Linked DNA regions of Mus musculus: region 2 is linked to region 1. A link is a contact called in public promoter capture Hi-C data. All regions are on one chromosome and are shown on one strand. The core of a region is the stretch at or near the end of the contact, and the rest is flanking DNA. Distances in the headings are between cores, read along the strand shown. Region 1 holds the start of Smarcd1 (SWI/SNF related, matrix associated, actin dependent regulator of chromatin, subfamily d, member 1). Region 2 holds the start of Atp5g2 (ATP synthase, H+ transporting, mitochondrial F0 complex, subunit C2 (subunit 9)).

Region 1 (6,932 bases), core at 2,935-5,434:
AGCAGAAGAAGGCCTATGAGATCGCAGGGCTTTTGGGTGAGCTCGGGAAGGGTCAACCTTCTCCTATGCCTAGGATAGGATACGGCTCCCTCCCACCCCAAACTGGGTGCCCTCAGCCTGTCCCATCCCCAGGGGCCTTTCCCTGAGCCCTCTGGTATGGCTTGAAGTGGAGAAAATGGACCAGGCCTTCTCTTAGGACAACGTGGACCAGTCAGGCATCAGAGGAGGGGTTGAGGGATAGAGGCAGAACCTGCTCCATACGTCCGTCCTTGGAAAGTGGTCCAGACACTAAAAAAGTAGTGTGTTTTGTAAAGAATTTATTTTTTCTTGAATAAGAAACACTCATTTTGGGGAAGGAAAATACAAAAAAAAGAATAGAGAATAAAAACCCTGCCAGAGTCTGGTTGTCTGATCCTTCTGTATTGGGGGTACCAATCTCAGCAAACATGGCTGGCCTGCCCCAGTCCTATTGAGCCCCATAGCCCCTTGGTCCTGAGTCCACTAACCTCTCCGACCTGACCCCACAGGTGACATCGGGGGCCAGATGGGATTGTTCATCGGGGCCAGCATCCTCACAGTGCTGGAACTCTTTGACTATGCCTATGAGGTAAGGAGGTAAGGGGGCAGGGCTTGGCGGGGCCACCCCGGATTGGGGATTCCGGTCCACCCACCCTACCCTGAACATCTCCCAGGTCATTAAGCACCGGCTGTGTAGACGTGGGAAGTGCCAGAAGGAGGCTAAGAGGAACAGCGCAGATAAGGGCGTGGCGCTCAGCCTGGATGACGTCAAAAGACACGTGAGGGAGCAAGGCAGGGAGGCGACCTCCTGTGTACCCTTCCCCCACAGCCTCAAACCAACTCCATCTCCACACCACCTGTCTTTCCTGTATCCCTTTCTGTAACTCGTTCCTGTCTTATGTCCTTCTCTTAGAATCCCTGCGAGAGCCTCCGAGGACATCCTGCCGGGATGACGTACGCTGCCAACATCCTACCTCACCATCCCGCTCGAGGCACGTTTGAGGACTTTACCTGCTAAGCCCTCGCCAGCCGCTGTACCAAAGGCCTAGGTGGGGAGGGCTGGGGGAGCAAGGGGTACCTAACTGCCCCCAGCTACCCTGGGGACTTAAACTGCATCCCTGGGCAGTGGTTCCCTCTTGTCTGTGGTGAGAAAGGAGTCTTGACCAGAGTCCTCTCCCAGCCTCTATCTCATCTTTTTATTTTAACAAAATTAAACTAATATAAAGAGAGAGAGAGAGAGAGAGAGAGAGAGAGAGAGAGAGAGATCAGCCGCGACCTCAGGCTGCCCCTCTGCTCCACGCTGCCGCCCCCAGCTCCAAGCCTGAATTCTGTCTGTCTGGCTGTATGTCATCTGAGTGTCCACCTACATTCTGCTGCCTCCAGTCACCAAAGCCCCCTCCTAGTGAGGGGTGGAGGGGATCTCTAGGGTCTGAAATTTGGCCCCAAACCAGAGAATGTACCTTAAGGGAGAGGGCTGGTGTGGGGGCTTCCCTAGCCTTAAGAGATGCTCTCAGCCGGGTGACTCCCCACGAGCCCAAGTCTCCAGGTAAGGACTCCGTGCCCAGTTACTGCTCCCTCAAGCATACGGAATCTTTACGGGGCAGAGGATTTCCTGAAGAAGTAGAGATTGGGACTCCATGTGGCCCTGGTGCTGTAGGCCACATCCCAATATCTGTAAGTCACCTCCACCCCAAAGCTGCTGGAGAGAGATCCCAAGAGGCAACCCTCTGTGACATCCCCCAGAAGACCTGGCTGGTTAGCGCCCGGCTCAGGGAGAGGGGCACGGCCGCCTGACCTCACTGGCTTCTCTCTCAGAGGCCTTTGCAGAAGGCCACATCCATAAATTTTCTTATGGAACAATCCCAAGTCCTCTTCCCCGACGTCATCCGCTTCTCTCGGCAACCTCATCTGCATTTTCTATTTCTATATGATACAGACTCTATATTACTATAACCTTGTATATACTCCCCTCCGGCCCTGTTTGTCTCCCCCTCCATTCCCTCTTGTCTCCAAGAACCGCCCTCCCGCCCCTAGTTCTCCCTTCTGTCTCTCCCCCATTCTCCTGTCTCTGAATGCCTTTGCCCGTATAAAGAGCTGGATTCTCCCCTGGTGTCTGTACTGTACTGTGTACACACATCCCTCTGAGAAGCACAAGGAGATGACACGCGCATTGTAACCTTCGCACTGTCTCGGTGGCGACATAAAGGAAGCTGTGAATTACAAGCTCTGCCTCTTTCTGGCCTCGCCCTTTGCCCCCACGACCGGGGCACCCTCTGCCCTCCCCACAGCCTTAACATACCCTCTACCTTGCTCCACCTATCCCAGTGCCCTTTGCCTGGCTGACTGTGGCCTCCCTGAGGGAAGTGACTGCTGGAGAGGTAGCTCCTACCCAGGAATGGAGGACACTAAGCGGAGAGAGTTACAGACGGGAGGTGGGGAGGGAGGCTGGGGATTGGTGACTCCCTCTTGCAGCTGGGCGGTGGGTACCCACAGCCAGAAGCCGGAGCCCTGACTCAGTGGCCTTTCTTTCTTCGGGGTGCCCAGGGCCCAGTCCTCACCTTGATGCCCAGGCCCACCGCTTGCATTTTCTGGTGAGTCAGGGCGTGGTCACATGAGGAAAGAGATTGGCCTAGAGCAGAAGTTGAAAGACGTGCTGTTGTGTGTCCCTACCCTAAGGGGGCCACAAGGTGAGGTAGAGGGCCTCCTCAACCAGACACCCTTCCCAGGCCAGCTCTCCAATCTCATTCCTGGCCTTCTCTGTCCCCACTGTCTCTTGGTCTCTAATCCCAAAACAGGACTTATGGGCAGATCACCTGTGTACGTTGGCCTGGAGCCAGAGAGCAAGGCTTTGGCATCTTTGAGACCTCTTGGTTCTCAAGAGTTGTTTAGAGATCAGAACTCCCCAGAAAGAAACAGGGCAAAGCTGAGAAATGTACACTGGCTGGGGGGGCAGCAGGAGGGGCTCTGGGTGACGCATGCCTCTGGTCTAATAAACTGGGTTTCAACCATCTCTTCAGTGTTGGTTTTCTGTTTGTTGTTTGGTTTGTTTTGAGACAGGGTTTCTCTGTGTAGCCCTGGCTGTCCTGGAACGGCTCTGTAGTCCAGGCTGGCCTCGAACTCTCACAGAGATCCTCCTGCCTCCCAAAATGCTGGGATTAAAAGCCTGAGCTGCCATTATCCTGCCCAGTGCTGTTTTTAGTTGCAAACTGTGGGTGTTACCTTTAGAATGGAGCTTGCCTTGAGAGCCACACAACTAGAGTAAGGGAATTTGAGTGGTAGCCCGGTGTGGTGGTTATACCTGTAATTCCAGCAGGTAGGAGATGGAGCAGCTATCTTCCATTACACAGTGAGTTTAACGCTAGATTGGGCTACACCAGACCCTACATACTTGATCAGGTAAACACTGATCCTGCTGGGAAAAGACAGGCTCAGGATTCGTCTGATCACTGGGCAGGGGACCAGCAGTTATCTATGGCAACAAATATCCAGGACTCTTTGGAGAAAAGTCACGGGAAAAAACGCATCAAAATCTTAAGTTAAACGTCTGAGGTGAAGGGTCCCGAGCCTTCTCTGTGTATCCCTGGCTGTCCTGGAACTCACTCTGTAGACCAGGCTGGCCTCGAACTCAGAAATCCGCCTGCCTCTGCCTCCCAAGTGCTGGGATTAAAGGCGTGCGCCACCACGGCCCGGCATGGGTTTTCTCTTGCTGATTTGTCTTTGCCACGACATTGATCTCCTTCGAGTTCTACTTTTCCCGAACGAACAAACAGCACGTTTTCCTCTTTAGTACCCGGAGTCTGAGCAGTAGGAGAACGAAAAGCAAGGCAACCAGAATGCTTTGGAGAGGTAAATGCACTGGGCCAAGGTGAAGCATCACTCCAGCCGCCAGCCGGATGGGCTGGGCTCTCTGCAAGGCTTTTTACCGTCCTCCAACCGCGTGGAGGCGCTCGCTCCCGGCACCTCTTTATCCGCACACCGCTTCTCTATGGTGCTCCCTCCTGGCCCGTGAAGGCGGGAGGGAGTGGTCAGCACGCCTTTCCCGCTAGTCGCCCCCTCTAGCCCGTAGTCTCGCTGCTCCGAGCCGCCTGTGCCCGCCGGCGGGCCGGGCCCACAAACAGCCCAGGCGCTCGGGGGGCGCGCGGGGGGCGGGGGGAGTTCCGGTTCCGGTTCTTTGTGCAGCTGCAGCGGCGGCTCCGGGAAGATGGCGGCCCGGGCGGGTTTCCAGTCTGTGGCTCCGAGCGGCGGCGCGGGAGCCTCAGGAGGAGCGGGCGTGGCGGCTGCTCTGGGCCCGGGCGGAACTCCCGGGCCTCCCGTGCGAATGGGCCCGGCGCCGGGTCAAGGGCTGTACCGCTCTCCGATGCCCGGGGCGGCCTATCCGGTGAGTGGGACAGGAGGAGGGGCGCGCGGGCCGGGGGCGGGGCCGAGCGAGGGCGGAGGACTGACAGGGGTGAGGGAGAAGTGGGAGGGACTCCCTGGGGAGGGGCTCGGGCCGGGAGTGGAGGTGTGTGGGGGGGGAGGAGGTTAGCATCCTTACCTGCTCCTGGCGGCATTGTTTCCATGTGAGGAGTGAGTGTGGAACCAGGGTGGGCGAAGTGGGCCCTGGGATGGTCATGGAATGCAGAGGGGAGTGGGCAGCCCCCGTGTCCCCAGGAATACCCAGGCTGTTATAGCTGCAAATGGAGGTCAGCTTTAGAGGAGACAGTAGCTAGTAAAAAAAGAAATGTAGGGCTGACTAGACATGTCTGGTGAGTCAGATCCAGCATAGACCAGAAAAATTGAGTATAATCTAGTTTTTAGACTATATGCAATGAAATCACTGAAGGTCCAGTGACTGTATTTCAAAGAAGCAAAGGACTGTCTTGTTGTCCCCCCACCCCACCCCCAGCCCTAACCCACTCCTGAAATCCAGGCTGCCACCATTTTTCCTTTCTTGGTGGGGCTAGCAAGGAAAAGTATGACATTTCTGGGTCCTCTCCCTTCTGTAGAGACCAGGTATGCTGCCAGGTAGCCGAATGACACCTCAGGGACCTTCCATGGGACCTCCTGGCTATGGGGGGAACCCTTCAGTCCGACCTGGTCTGGCCCAGTCAGGGATGGACCAGTCCCGCAAGAGACCTGCACCTCAACAGATCCAGCAGGTCCAGCAGCAGGCGGTCCAAAATCGAAATCACAAGTAAGATGACCCCTGGGGGTGAAGGAAAGAAGGGTATGGGGGAGAGGAGGCCTGTGAGGATGCTGGTGGTGGGCATGCAGAACCAGGAAGTCAGCGCTGTGGCACCAAACGGTGCTGCAGGGACTAACAGGGCCTCATGATGCAGTGGAGTTTTGGTGGTCATGGGAGAGGTAGCGTCTTTAAATGGAGAGTCATTTCGTAGGCCTTGGCTGTAACCATAAACAAAGGTGCTCACAACACTGCTCACGTTCTGACTAGTTCCTATCCCAACCTGATCACAGTATTTATTCTGAACAGTGCAAAGAAAAAGAAGATGGCTGACAAAATCCTACCTCAAAGGGTGAGTGCAGCTGCAGAGGTCTCCTTGAAGGGGTAGTGGCTTTGAGAATAGAAGTGGTCAGAACGAGGGCTGCCCCATCCCATCTCTGTCTTTCTGTTCCTAAGATTCGGGAACTGGTCCCAGAATCACAGGCCTACATGGATCTCCTGGCTTTTGAAAGGAAACTGGACCAGACTATTATGAGGAAGCGGCTAGATATCCAGGAGGCCTTGAAACGTCCCATCAAGGTAACAGGACAGTACCAGGCTGAGGGTCAAGGGAGGGGCCCAGGTCTCTCTCCAGCTCAGGATGGAAAAATCAAAGGCACAGCACAGCTCTCTGTGGCATTTAAATTGCATCTTTCCCTTCCGCCTACAAACCAGGAATTACATTAGGAGCATAGGAGTCTAACAGCTGGCAGGGAAAGGGGCGGGGGTGGGGGGTTGGGGGGGAGCTATCCAGGGCTCTAGACAGAAATAGACCCGTGCGCGCTTTTTGCTGTAACCACTTGCTACCTTGGGAACATGCCACTTTGCACAATTTTGTCTCCCTAGTCCCCTGGTGCATTCACTTGCACCCAGGCTCAGGTCGGGACTGTACACTTCCGAGTGGAGTCTCTGTCCCCTGTAGTGAGCCAGCCAGTGAGGAGTCACTTGGGAGTTTTAGGGGACCTTTACTACCGAAGCTCCACTGTCGATCCTGTTTCTGCCTTCCTCAGCAAAAACGGAAGCTGCGAATTTTCATTTCTAACACGTTCAATCCGGCTAAGTCGGACGCGGAGGATGGGGAAGGGACGGTGGCTTCCTGGGAGCTCCGGGTAGAAGGCCGGCTCCTGGAGGACGTGAGTTCAAGGTCCACTGTGGTTGGTGCTCAGGGAGGGAGCTGCAGGGGTGGCACTGTGCCGGGTGCTTGGTGCGGTGTGCTCAGCAGGAAACCTGACTGCAGTTCACCACTCCTGCTGGGAGCTTCCGGGAGGGGGCTGGGGGGCTGTGTTCCCTGCATACAAAGACAATGGTCCTTTGTGTCTGCTTCCTCAGCTGCACGGTTTTGTCCTGGGGTCTGGGTTGCTGTTGACTTGGCCCTGGTGATGCTGCCCTTTGGATTTAGCAGTATCAGTGGATGATCTCAGTGGTCCCCATCCCTGCCCGCCACCCATCTGTGCTGAGCCTTTGAGGCCATGTTTCCTCCCTTGAATCCTTGAGGTTATTTCTGTGTTCCCAACTTTCCTTGGAGGTACCACAGTTTAAGTGTGAGAGTCCCCCAAAGGCTTGGCTCTCTGTTGCTCCAAGGGGATCATCAGACTAATGAGCACCCCCAAACTCTCCACCCAGCAGCTCATGCTCACCCAGTGCTGCGCTCTGGCACTATATTTAGCTGTGCAAGTGAGCTCGTTCGAGTGCACTTTTGCTGGAGAACCAGAGC
Region 2 (6,932 bases), core at 2,372-4,871, 3.0 Mb after region 1:
TGGTACCTCCCAACAGCAGCACACCCTTGAACTTAGCAAGAGCACCCACTATCTTATTATTTTTACATTTCTAACCTCCTGCTGCTTCAGAGCCTAACACTTTTCCAGGCAGAAGGCCTTCTCTTTCACTGCAGGCACAGGCACCTTAGGGAAGCTATGAAGGCAGCCCTGCACACTTGTACATGATAATGTCACATCCCTATACTACAAGTTTGGACATCTCTGGCATTCTCCTATATGAAGAAACAAGGTGTCCTTTAAAGTCCTTCCAGAAAATGTACTCACCAGGGAGCGGGTAGAGACGAACTTGGAGCAGGCGTACATTTTCAGGGGTGAGGGGCCGAGGCAGGAGGGCTGGAAATAAGCAGCAGCATTGTAAACACTTTGCTTTGCTACTTAAACTTCATCCTCACACCTGAGAAGGATCGCTAGGAAGCTTAATTAGCTCAGAGAGCCAAAATGACACCAGAATCCTGAAATCAAGTGACTTTCATGGCCTGGGCAAGTAAGTGACTTGCTCCCTGCTTAAAGAACCATGACCACTTCCACAGCCCACGGTTTGGGATTGTCAACGTAATTTCCCCAGCATCCCTTGCTTTCCTTTTCTTCTTCTAGGTTCAAAAGCATCCCTTCTCTGGTCTCAGTGTCTGGGCCTAGAAGCAGTCAGTGTACAGTGTACAGGCTCCAACCACCTGCAATCCTAGTACTCAGGAGGCAAGGGCAAAATTGCAGAAAGTTCCAGGCCAGCCTGAGCTACTGAGTAAGACCTTGTTTCAAGACAGAAAGAACTAGTATTCATTTTTATTGGGTAGAGTCTGGGGATTGTTAGGGCTAGAGCCCTAGACCTGAAGCACACTGGCCTAGTGCTGGCTGTATCTCCATCCCTACAGAATCCCTAAACTTCTGGGAGAGTTCTCAGAAGACTAAGTCACTGGAAGTTTTTCAACTATCTTTTTAGCATCTCACTCCTTAAAATACTGATTTCTACTTTAACAAGATACAGCCAATCAATGAGGGAAACCCTAGCATTAATCTAATAAGCATCAACTGTAAAATTTCACCACTCCATTAAGGGGTATTAAGTTTTGTGTCTTCAAGATCCAAAGGAAGAATATGTAAGGTAAAGGTTTAGGACAGTGTCTTCCTCAAGTGAAGCGAGAAGTCCACTTGAATCAGAATTATCTGAGGGAATATATATATATATATATGAAGTGACTGTCACTGGGCCAGCAGCATGGCTCAGAGGGTAAAACCATGTGCCCTATAAACCTGATAAAACAAGTTTGATTCTTGGAGCACATAGTGGAAGAAGTACTTCCAAGAGCTTTCTTCTGATCTCCACAGGCACATGTGCACCTGCACATTCACACACATAAAATAATTTAGGACATTTTTAGATTTGTATGTATGTTTTGTCCGCATGCACACCTAGTGCCCAAGAAGGTAGGTCAGAGCTGGCACTGAACTCCCTAGAGATGGTTATGAACCATCACACCGGTGCTGGGAACCAAACTTGGGGCCTCTGGAACAGCAGCAGTTGCTCTTAACTTCTGAGCCATCTCTCCAGTCCCTAAACACAAGATCTCTGGTGCCAATATTTTAAACAACTTTTCCAATCATTTTATATTTAAGGTATACAATGGTATGGCCTCAACAACACTAACAGGTTGTCAGTGAGAGAGAAAGGACTGTAACTCTGTAATTTCACTCAGAGGGAGGCCACACTGGAGGTAGAACCTAGGACCTTAGTGCAATCTAGGTAACGTGTCCTACCACCAAGCTACGTCCCCTGCTTTTTCTCTCTGAAGTTTGAATAGCCCATAAACTAAGATGCTCAAAGTATAGGCCTGTTAAACACTACTCCCTTAAGTACACTGGACGCAACCTGTCCAAGGCAGATATGCTACTTGTAAATCCTGAATTTTACTTTTAGACCAATGTTTGTCTTCAGGCTGGCTCTATCTAAAACTTTACTTTTTGCTGGATTCGGTGGAACACATCTATCATCCCAGCACTCAGAAGGCAGAGAGGCAGACAGAGCTCTGTGAATTCTTGGCTACACAGTGCGACCCTGTAACAAACTCCTCCCTTTTGTCTTTATGCAACCTAAACCCAGATTTGATGCCCACCTACTCAGGTTTAATTGAGTCGAAACCCAGTACTTCTTTAAAACTTTTGCAATAGAGGCTTAAGCTGGGTTGATGGCTTAGATGATGGTGCCTGCCACACCCCGTGCGCTGGGTACCTATGGAAGCAGGTGGCCTGAAGCTGACTGGCTTGCAATCAGAGTCGATGAGCTTCAGGTCAGTAAGACATCCTGTCTCGAAAGGTGAGGGTGGAGTGGAAATGCCCCCCACATTAACCTCTCAGCATGCATGCATACATGTCACCATACACGTGAATAAAGGGAGGTCTGAAGTTAGGCATGGTGGTATGTGCAAGTGATCCTAGCACTGGGGAGGCTGATGCAGAAGGATCATAAATTTGAGGTAAACGTGGGTTAGAGTCAAGAAGCCAAAATAAAATGGAAGACGTTTTTCCAAAAACAAGTTTTAACATGGTAACTTATAAAATGTAGTTCTGGCAATACTCTAATTACTGCCCAACCCACTGCTTGCTTGCAGAGAACTCAGTAAACAATTCTTAAAAAAAAAAAAAAGTAGGGGAATTAAATTTAATAGTTTACAAACATATGGAATAGTATAATCTGTTGCTGGTGTGTAATAAACCCAAGCGTATCATTCGGCGAGCCCTTCCAGTGGTCACTTAATATGGGCAAGCCCACACCAGAGCAATGAAACCCTCCACAATGAGAATTCCCCACTTAACCATTCCGTTCCTTAAACCTTCCCACTAGCTGGCAGGTATAAATTCTAAAGCTCGTATTGCTCCCATCTTCTGGGCTTGCTGCCTAACAGAAACCTCCATTTCCACCATTTAAGATTTTATTTCTAACTTCATTAGTATGTCAGGGCCTTCATTAGAGGCAACCAGTTTCTAAGGGAACAGGCCTCGCTCAGGCCTCACTCCTGCCACCTGTGCACAGGCCGGTTAGCCTGTTCTGTTACTCTCTACCACGTTCAGTTTATTTCAAACTGAAGGATGCTGACTAGGGAGATGATGGCTTTGGACGGTGAACTAGCTTGACTGCGCCAGAGGTCCTGAGGTTCAAAGTCTGCAAGCTTCAAAAAAATAAAAAATAAAGGCTATTTTGATTCAGGATGACAAGGGGAGGCAAAGGTAGGAGGGGAGAGTCTGGGGTCATGACAATGGTGAAAGGCGTGTGGGTGAGCGAAGAGCACCCATAAAAGCCTTGGTTCGCGCCCGGAGAGAACACGCTCGCCAGCATCTGCCTTTCGCCGGCCGCAGAGCCCCCAACCCCCGTGAGACACCCAAGATGGCGCCAGGCCCGCGCGGTTAGAGGTCATCGGCACGAGGAAGGGGTAGCCCTCCGCGTGGGGATGCCGGGACCGCGAGGGCTCAGGGACCCGCGTGGGAGCTAGCAAGGTCAGGGCGGCCACGCGTCCTCGCAAGGGGTACTGCTGCGCGCGCCTGCGCGGCACGAAGAGGACGCGAGGCCTCAAGGCCTTACCTGCTCCCAGGGCAGAGAAGACAGAGAGGGGCGGGGGCGCGGGAAGCGCGAGGGAAGGCTCTGCGCATGCGCGGCCGGAGCCAACGAGTCGCTTTTCTCCATGGATAGAGTGGACACAAGCTAGAGGATCGGCCGGGACGCCACAGCTCCCTCTGCCAGGTTGGTGGTGTCTTGGGGGACAAGCACTCCACCTGGCGTCCAACAGGAGAAACTGCAAAAGGAGCCCACCGTGCACGGAAGAGCCGCCAACTCTTGCTGATCTGCAACGTGGTGGAACTGTGGACTGCACAGCATTTTTGGAGTCTTGGACTCGAGTCCCCTTTCCGAGCATGCGCAAAGTTAAGGAAAAAAAAAAAAACCAAAAAACACCCTACCCAGTCTACTCGGAAATTGTTTATAGCATACAGTAGGGATTGGGGTTCAGTGCCTAAAATGTAGCAGGGGAAAATAAAATCACAGAACTCTTGGCTTCTTGTCACCCTCAGGACACTGGCAACGTTGGGTGGGAGATGGGAACTGGCCCAATGCTATTAGCAAAATGCCATGGCAGTTTCTGCTTTAACTTATTTTTATTTTTGTTTTCCCTATCTCGTTGATGAGCAAAGCATGAAAAAAACCCAGCATCTTCGAGTCATAAGACTGGGGGGGTAAACAAGGCCTGATTCTCCCTTTTGTGAGTCCTGGGATCAATTAGGGATAACCGCACCTGTGGCCTGCAGTAGGGGTGCGAAGTCACCCCAGGCGACCAGTTTACCTCCTGTCGGACTTGCTGGGGGGCGAGCTGGAATAAGTAGTCGCCTGCGAGGTGCTCTCCCCAAGCAAGCCCCTACTTTTCTTCACTGCCCTTTCGCCCGTCCCTCCCCCAGTGGCGGTGGGCGGGGGCTTTCCTGCGCTAGTCCTGGAGCAGGCCTTTGTGTACACGCAGGAACGCACGAGCCTAGCAGACGGCTGCAAGGCTGACCCAGCCCCTTAGCCCGGCTGTCCGGTTAGGGTGCTTGGACGCAGCGCGAGAAAGACGGGAAGAGCTCACCAAACCCCCATAAAAAAATAAAAAGAAAGCCGCGGCTGTAAATAAAGGCAAATCCGCCACCCTCTGAGGGGCCGTTTGTCCTCCCCTCCTTGGCCCCGTCCTTCCCGCCACCCCCTCCCGGCCCCCGGCCCCGCGGCGCCCCGGCCCCAAGCTCCTCCATTTAATCGGATTTGGGAGAAGGGGAGGATAAATCACGGCAGCAGCTTTACGGTCCCGGAGGAGAGGCGAGCCGCAGCCAGGCACACCCCGGCCGGCGATAAAAACCGCCGCTGAAAGCCCACGGAGCAATTTCCCGGGACCCCGAGCGACGCCATTACAGGAATGTAATTTTGCCCGGATGAGGCCCCGAGTTTAATTATCCTCGCGGAGGAATTTCAATGCGGCCAATCCATCTTGCAGGCGGGCGGCAGAGGGATTTATATGGGCCCGTTATTTCACACCGATCCTCCATCTGCATTTTTATGGCCCTGAGCTCCTGAAAGGGAGGGAAAGTGTGGGGAGAAATGGAAGAAGAGGGTGGAGGACTCCCCGCCTTTCCTAAACCTTGGATTTCAGCTGGATTAGGATGCTCGCAGGTTCTCCTGAGGTCCCCAAATCTCCCTCCAGTGCCAGTTGTTGACCTGGGCAGGGGCAGAACCGGGATCTTTAGGAAGCAACAGGTATTTTTCCAAGTACTAAGCAGTGTGAGATGCCGTGTGAGAAAAGGCAAACCCGCCACCCTCTGAGGGGCCCAGGCTAGCAGGGCTTAGGAGTTGGTCCCTTGAGGTTCCCTGAACACCCCGCTCCGCCAAAAACTGAATTCTTTGTAGCTCTTAGTTTCATACCCTAAGAGGCACAATCTATAGTTCTTAGGAGCTGCCGCCACCAAATGGTGTTGCAGCTGTTGGTTGCGACAATTTAGAGATCTCGTATATATATCGCTAACAAAATCCCGGAGGAGGATGAATCAGAGAAAGGGCCTGTGAGGAGCTAACCCTGGCTTCTCCTAAAAGTTACTGCAGAGTCTGATAATTCCCTGGCCCGAGTGGTAGGATTTAGTTAGACAAACCTGAGTTCCCAAATCACATGTGACCTTGGGCAAGTTATTTAACCCTTTTAAGTCATTTTTCCCCTCTCCTTTTAAAATTGGGTATAATAACAGCGCTTACCCTGCAGCCTATATTGAGATAATAATGTACATGAAGCTTTTAGCAGAGGGCTTGGTACTCAGTAAAAGTTCAATAATCGCCATAATCATTATCGTTAGTATTATAGTTACGATCACTGCAATTTAATTCTGTCATGCTCCCGTGAGACTGTTTATTGTGAAGGGTCCTTGCACGGTTATCTCCTGAAAGAGATTCAAATATTACAAAACTTTTTCAATCACATAAATCATGCAAAACCAGTTAGTTGACATAGTGATGGGTAATCTGTGAAGCTGAAAATCCTGAGGGCTTCTGCAACAAGGTTTAAAGCAGGAAATTAGACAATAAGAGAGCAGGGGCATGCCAAAAAACTGAATTGAGGCACGTGAGGGAGTGGGGTCTAGGGATATTCTTAACCCTGGGCTTGGGAAGGGTCCTTCTCTCAACAACTAGGGAACCTGCGGTCCTGGGAGGAAAGGGTGTGGAGCGAGAACCATCCCTTCCAATCAGTCCCGGTCTCTTCCGGACCAGGCCATGTAACAAGGTTGGTCTGATTGGCCAGTTTTCCTAATGACTTCTAGTGGCAAATTCTAACTGGTTAGCAGCCTCCCTGCAGTAGAGTGACGGAGAAATGAGATTGATCTTTCCTTTCCTCCGATTGGTTAACAACCCTCAGGGGAACAGAGACCTCTTTTAATTGACCGGTAGGTTAGGAGGAGGTTTGGCATCCCACGTATCGAAATTCCATGAGTTCTTTTCCTCAAAGGTCACCAAGAAAGAATCTTGATTGTCTTGAATATATTTGCCTTTGGCCGGGAGACAGAGTAGTTAAGAGAAGAAAAAAATCAAAATCATACAGGCACAGCTAGCTCTGTTCAATATGAAACCTCAGACAGGAGGATTCACAGGAAGAAACATAAAAGGGACCGACCGAAGGTATAAAAGATGTCAAGTGATGAGATGGAGAAAAGGGAGATGTTGATCAAAGGATACAAAGTTACAGTTTGAAGAAAGACGGTTTAGTAACTTGGCAGTTAACTACATTTAATGTGTTGGATATTTCAAGGCTGCTGAAATAAATTTTAAGGTTTTCTCTGACATATACAAATGAATTGACTGGATAAAGTGTATGTTAATCAGCTACATAGAGTCTTTCTATAATGAATATGTAGATCAAAACATC

What was found. Capture Hi-C pulls out chosen DNA fragments and counts their contacts.
Region 2: a promoter capture Hi-C map of adipose tissue shows a contact between it and region 1, with 2.5 times the contacts expected there. The contact joins the promoter of Atp5g2 here to the promoter of Smarcd1 in region 1. A contact is called at or near these places in 2 of 39 promoter capture datasets (erythroid cells and pre-B cells) and 1 of 9 other capture datasets (adipose tissue).

Annotation. Positions count from the first base shown.
Region 1 is chr15:99,698,103-99,705,034 of GRCm38.p6, forward strand. It overlaps Smarcd1 (SWI/SNF related, matrix associated, actin dependent regulator of chromatin, subfamily d, member 1), which reads left to right and starts at 4,185. Exons shown (of 13, transcript NM_031842.2): 1 at 4,185-4,396; 2 at 5,004-5,191; 3 at 5,489-5,531; 4 at 5,636-5,758; 5 at 6,229-6,351. The coding sequence starts at 4,220. Asic1 (acid-sensing (proton-gated) ion channel 1) reads left to right here. Exons shown (of 12, transcript NM_009597.2): 9 at 1-36; 10 at 528-607; 11 at 693-797; 12 at 932-3,028. The coding sequence ends at 1,036. Gm34939 (predicted gene, 34939) reads right to left here and starts at 5,702. Exons shown (of 3, transcript NR_168656.1): 1 at 5,524-5,702; 2 at 5,140-5,400; 3 at 3,305-4,688.
Region 2 is chr15:102,667,426-102,674,357 of GRCm38.p6, forward strand. It overlaps Atp5g2 (ATP synthase, H+ transporting, mitochondrial F0 complex, subunit C2 (subunit 9)), which reads right to left and starts at 3,622. Exons shown (of 5, transcript NM_026468.2): 1 at 3,593-3,622; 2 at 286-354. The coding sequence starts at 324. Mir688 (microRNA 688) reads right to left here and starts at 4,441; the gene lies at 4,367-4,441.